Regions from separate parts of the Danio rerio genome. Here region 1 is linked to region 2. A link is a contact called in public HiCAR-type data. All regions are on one chromosome and are shown on one strand. The core of a region is the stretch at or near the end of the contact, and the rest is flanking DNA. Distances in the headings are between cores, read along the strand shown.

Region 1 (3,079 bases), core at 394-2,893, 400 kb after region 2:
GAACCCATGACATTGGCTTGCATTGACATGGACAAATACCAAAAAGGAAAACATTAAGATGCTTACATTTTTGATAGTTAGACCTAATTGTTTAACCTTGAATACCTAGATCTTGCAGCTTAATCATAAGATAATGGTACTAATAGGGAATCAAACCCACAACCTTACCATTGTCTGATTTTCCTTTCCAAGGTTGCAACAAATAAAATCAGAGTTATGCTGACATTATGGATCAGGGGTCACCAAACATGGACTGGTGCCTGCAGAGTTTACTTCAACTTGCCTCAACACACCTGCCTAGAAGTTTCAATGTACTCAGTAAAAAAGTTTGTTTAGGGTCGGCGCTAAACTCTGCATGACCCTGGCCCCTCCAGGTTAAACTTAACACAAAGCCAGCTGAACTCTGCATGGAAGTGACCATGGGTTCGATTAACTGGAAAAGCATATATGATAAAACATATACCTTGAACACACAGAAACTCAGGATCATAAGAGTCTGCCAAATGCAAAAATGTAAAATAAACGACCTCCATTGTTTCAATACTACATTGACTGCATCCTCCAATTGTATGCCTATTCAAATCAAACAAGTTGCAAACCCAATAGGCCTATTCAGAAGACATTTCCAGTAAGTCAGTTTGTAAATAAATATACATTTTTGGGAAATGTTTTTCTGGTGCACATTAATGAGCCGCCAGGGTTTACACCGTGAAATGCTGCCAAACCAGATGCAACTTCAAGACCGAATGCTACATAAATTATGAACTATTACGGTGAAACTTGGAGAAACCACTTAGTGCCTATCCTGACTATGAAGAGGGGTTTTAACAGGAGAGAAATGATTAACGAATGCTGTGATACATCTCAGAGCTTTTAGCAACTTGATTGGATCTATGTGGTCCTGCCTAACATCAAGGCCCCCATAGACCCAACCATCGGTAAGGACGTTGATTCAGAGTGAGATGGCTTAAACACTTTCGCTAGAGATATTAGAGAAATTTATCACTTTTTCCAGTGGATATACATATTAGCAGTTATAGGTCTTTGTGTTTTATATTAAAACCTGCTTCTGAAAGGCCAGTGACTTATAACATTTACTGAAATACACTGCGTTCAGGTGTTTTATTAGAGTTAGGAGCTGAACGATGGAGAGCAGTAGCACTTCGAAAAAAAGATCAAACAACCTTACTTAACATCATTATGTAGTTAAATGAAGCAAACAAGAGCATACCAACAGATGTTTGATGGGCAGTTGAACTGTCAACATATGCACAAGCATTCTTTATTGAAGCTCTGGCACCCCCTGGTGGTCAAAGAAAGAAAACATGTTTCAATGACTAATACAGGAGTGCCAGGGGGGTTGGTGAGTTTAGTCCTGTAGAGTCAAGGCCCTGTTAAACATACCCGAACAAGCTAAACAAGGTCTAAGGGTTATTACAAAACTAGGCTGCATCCAATATCAGAAAAAAAAAAAAAGTTAGGAGCTGAACAATGGAGAGCAGTTGCACTTCGAAAAGAAGATCAAACAACCTTACTTAACATCATTATGTACTTAAATGAAGCAAACAAGAGCATACCACCAGATGTTTGATGGGCAGCTGAACTGTCAACACATGCACAAGCATTCTTTATTAAAGCTCTGGCACCCTCTGGTGGTCAAAGAAAGAACACATGTTTTAATGACTAATACAGGAGTGCCAGGGGGGTTGGTGAGTTTAGTCCTGGAGAGTCAAGGCCCTCTTAAACATACCCGAACAAGCTAAACTAGGTCTAAGGGTTATTACAAAACTAGGCTGCATCCAACATCAGAATAAAACCAACCAAACACAGAAGCTTGTTCAAATCTAGAGTATTCATAAGGGTAGGCAAAATGTACCTGGATGCCACTAATAGATCCTATTGACATCCCATGATGCCAGTGAAAAGAATATAAGAATAGCATACGCCTGGTACTGGTAAGTCACATGCAAATGTCAAATATGGTATGTCCAGATTACATTCAAACACTATTATATTAATTAGAACATATTTTTAAGGGGTCACTAATTAATTACTCCCGCAAGATGGCATGCAATTTTGGCTGGAGCCTTAGTCTAGGTAAGGGTGTTCAATCCTGCTCCTGTAGGGCTAATGTCTTGCTGATTTTGCCTCTCACCCAGTACCAAAACCCTGTCTTGGAAGTCTTCAGACCCTGATTAACTGGTTATTGTGCACTTAATTCATCTTGAAGATAAACCCTGCAGAACAGTGGAGCAGATCTAGGCACCAGAGCTATAGAATATGAATGGCTGAATGAATCCACCCATTTAGTCTATTCCAGAGGTGTACAATCCTACAGAGTTTCACTCCAACCCTAAAATAAAAAAACAGAATCTAGCTAATTAAAATCTTCAAGAATACTTGGAACTTCCAGGGAGGTATGGTATGTTTGTGCTAAACCCTGCACTCCACAAGCAGTTTTAAACAACCCTGATGTATGCTAAAAGATAAATCTTAAAGATGTTGAAAATGTACCTCTAACAACCACAAACATGTCATACAATGAAAGTTTACAGTTCTGTACATCACATATCCACATTTCACAATGTGTACTGTACAATGTAGTTAGGTTAATTGTTAATATACACACTCGCACATAAAAATAAATCCTTGTTTGGGCTATAAATGATCATTCAGCATATTTAAACACAGAAATCTGGACCCACATTTGATGCTTGTAAAACAAATGTTAAAATATAAACTCTTATAAAAATGAAGACTGACCCACACAGGCTCGTACCCAGGGAGTCAGGGGGGACATTCGTTATCCCTTACTGACAAACGTCCAGAATTTGTCCTATACAAACATAAGCTCATTTGTCCTATTTTGACTGCTATGCCATCATAAATTGTGAAAATAAGTAATCGAAAAAGAGAAGCAGAATCCTTTTATTAGTTATTGCTTCGGTGTGACTTCAAACATTTAGTTTTGGCCAATGCAAACAATTACTTTTCATAAGTCATCATCCAGCTGTGCAAGAAAACAAAATCCGTCATAAGTGATGTCATCTGTTACTACTGACCTACTTTACTGTTGTTA
Region 2 (3,236 bases), core at 148-2,647:
ATGACCACTACATTTCTTTCAGTAATACAGAGGTTAAGTATAACAGCTTATACATAAAACAATGACTTGATTAATAACATATTAAAACATATTTAAAAATCCTAGTGGCACCCCAAAATTCTTTTTAATTTTCATAGTATTACTATAGTATGATGATTCCTTTGCACATTTAAATGAGCACAGGCTATATTACACTATATATTTCACCCATATTTTGACATGTTATGTTCACATATTTGTTTGTACAAGTTGTTTAAACATTTACTTGTTGCACTTTACTTGCATTTAATAAGCTTAGTATGAATTTGTAATCACTTCTGTATATTTAATTTAATACAGATGCTAAAATGGATAGAGGTAAAGTTGGTTTCATATTCGCACATTCAGACTTTTCCCTCAATACTATAATTTTATGAAAGTATTATTAGCAAACTCTAAATCGCAAAATCATATTAGTAGCCACTGACTATCAAAGTACAACAATGTTCATAGTGAAATAAAGTGTTAATATTGTATTCAAGTCACACTTGCATGCTAATTTCGATCAAATATTCAAAGTAACATGGTAAACAATATAGAGACTTTTAAATGAACGAATGTGTGAATATAAAACCAACTTTACCCCTATCTCAAATGTCTCGTTGTTCTTGTTTCAAGTATATTTATTAAAATAGTTCAGTAATAACAGTAAAAGGAATGAGTGAGAGGGGGCCAAATGAAGTTAATTTTTGTAATTGATAATATTTTCAATTCTGTCATGTGTTAAGTAACTGACATTAAGAAATAAGTAACAAATGTAAAGCATAATAATAATAATAACAATAATAATAATAAAAAAAATTAGCTGTACATTCATTTTTGTCACTGTCATCTTTGAGATATGCTAATAGGATGTCTAGTTTTATTTCACCTAAAATGTTATTGGTAACGTTAACGTTAAAGCAATTCATTCGTAGATTTAGTCAAACTATTTGACACTTGTAAACAGGTGGAGATAAAATTAGTTAAATCAATGGCGAACTATTTAATAACAAACTCTAAATCGTTCACTTGATATCAAAAAAAAAATTATGAGCTAACCGCCAATAAAAATAACAAACATCCTCTTATTTCCATAACGTTAGGTTGCTTCCCATTTGGAGACGTAAACTCCAAGCTAACAAACCAGATGGCAACGCATGCATTTAAATTACAAAATAAACATAACGTCAAACTTTTTTGAATACATTCACGATAACTTACTTTTGCTGAGAAACCTCTCTTCGTGAAGAACAGCGATGGCATTTGTGAATAATATCGCTGTTTGAATCAATGCGTACAGTGTGAACGCCATGTTGGCACTGTGCTGACGTACAAGGGCTTGCGTCGCGAACAAACTCACGTCATACGCGCGCCGCCGGAAGATTTGATTGACAGGAGTTTATAGGTAAAGCATAATGTTATATTACTTATATATTTCTTATATAACTATTATAATAGTACAACTGCTTCTATATACATGTAGGCTACTGTGTGTGAGCCAAACACTGCGTCATATCCTCAATAGCGGAATAATTGAAAATATATTTTCTTTTTTTAGGACCTATTGCTGTATTCTTTGCTTATGGAAAGTAATTATGGCATTATTTTATTTCACTAAGACACTGTTAGCTTATAATATGCAGGATATAATAGCTTTATACATGGATTATGGATCAGTCTTTCATTTTCCTTTGACTTTTATTACGCCACAGTGGAATGAACCGCCAACTCATTCAACATGTTTTACACCGTGGATGCCCTTTCAGCTGCAATCCATACTGGGAAATAGGGCTTTGGGAAAAATATGTAAAAATATGTAATTGTTACAGATATTGCAATTTGTAATGTAATTTTGTAGTCAAACTTCAGGTCAGTATTCTGTAAGCCGTGGCAACAGCTTTTAAAACTTACCTGTTTTTTTATTTATTTATTTTTTATTTTTTTAGTTTTTTGGACTTTGACAATGAAACCAAAATATTCCCATATTACAGATGTCCTGTTTTTCTTAGATATTTGTCTATTAATGCTTCTGAAGCAGGAGACAACATTATCGCAATTGTCCGCACTTTCCTGTTTGTTTTAGTTCGGTTGCGCAATTCTGATTGGGCAGAACGAAAGTGTGTTCACTTAATTGGCTAGTAAGGCTATCACACGCATACGCAGTCCTGCATTTGTATATATGCATTTGCATATATTCATTCATTCATTTTCTTGTCAGCTTAGTCCCTTTATTAATTCAGGGTTGCCACAGCGGAATGAACAGCCAACTTATCCAGCAAATTTTTACGTAGCAGATGCCCTGCATATATATAATACCTATGTATATTATATTTCATAATACAGCCTCTTGAGATTAGTTTATCATGACGTTTCAAATTGCGATTGCGATTCAATCACACGGCCCTACAGGGAAACATCCATACACACTCATTCACACACATACACTACGGCAAGTTTCATTCATTTTATTTCCACCTTAGTCCATTTATTAATCAGAGGTTGCCACAGCATAATGAACCGCCAAATTATCTAGCATATGTTTCACACAGGGGCGAGGCAGTGGCACAGTAGGTAGTGCTGTCGCCTCACAGCAAGAAGGTCGCTGGGTCGCTAGTTTGAACCTCGGCTCAGTTGGCGTTTCTGTGTGGAGTTTGCATGTTCTCCCTGCCTTCACGTGGGTTTCCTCCGGGTACTCCGGTTTCCCCCACAGTCCAAAGACATGCGGTACAGGTGAATTGGGTAAGCTAAATTGTCTGTATTGTATGAGTGTGTGTGAATGTGTGTGTGGATGTTTCCCAGAGATGGGTTGCGGCTGGAAGGGCATCCGCTGCATAAAAACTTGTTGGATAAGTTGGCGGTTCATTCCGCTGTGGCGACCCCGGATTAATAAAGGGACTAAGCCGACAAGAAAATGAATGAATGAATGAATGTTTCACACAGCGGATGCCCTTTCAGCCGCACGCCAGTACTAGGAAACACACATACACACTTATTCACACACACACACACTACGGCTAATTAAGTTCATTCAACTCACCTGTAGCGCATGTCTTGTTAATTGCCAATTGACTGTGGGGGAAACCGGAGCACCCAGAGGAACCCCACGCGGACATGGGAAGAACATGCAAACCACACACAGAAATGCCTACTGACCCAGCCGAGACTTGAACTAGCGACCTTCTTGCTGTGAGGTGACAGTGCTAACCACTGAGCCA

Evidence for each region. HiCAR-type assays count read pairs that join an accessible place to other places.
Region 1: a HiCAR-type map of caudal fin shows a contact between it and region 2, with 8 times the contacts expected there. The contact joins the enhancer-like site here to the promoter of ier3ip1 in region 2. A contact is called at or near these places in 7 of 18 Hi-C or Micro-C datasets (caudal fin, embryo, fibroblasts and 1 more) and 2 of 4 datasets of contacts at active chromatin or transcription factors (caudal fin and embryo).

The regions. Positions count from the first base shown.
Region 1 is chr10:17,146,113-17,149,191 of GRCz12tu, forward strand. No RefSeq gene overlaps it. Among named protein-coding and RNA genes, the nearest start is that of smad2, 62 kb to the right of the region's middle. Within about 2 kb of position 1,644, at least 3 of the 62 cell types and tissues checked have an H3K27ac peak or open chromatin away from gene starts, as enhancers often do. A contact at or near this core is called in caudal fin, where this site is marked.
Region 2 is chr10:16,747,909-16,751,144 of GRCz12tu, forward strand. It overlaps ier3ip1 (immediate early response 3 interacting protein 1), which reads right to left and starts at 1,398. Exons shown (of 3, transcript NM_001252373.3): 1 at 1,243-1,398. The coding sequence starts at 1,333.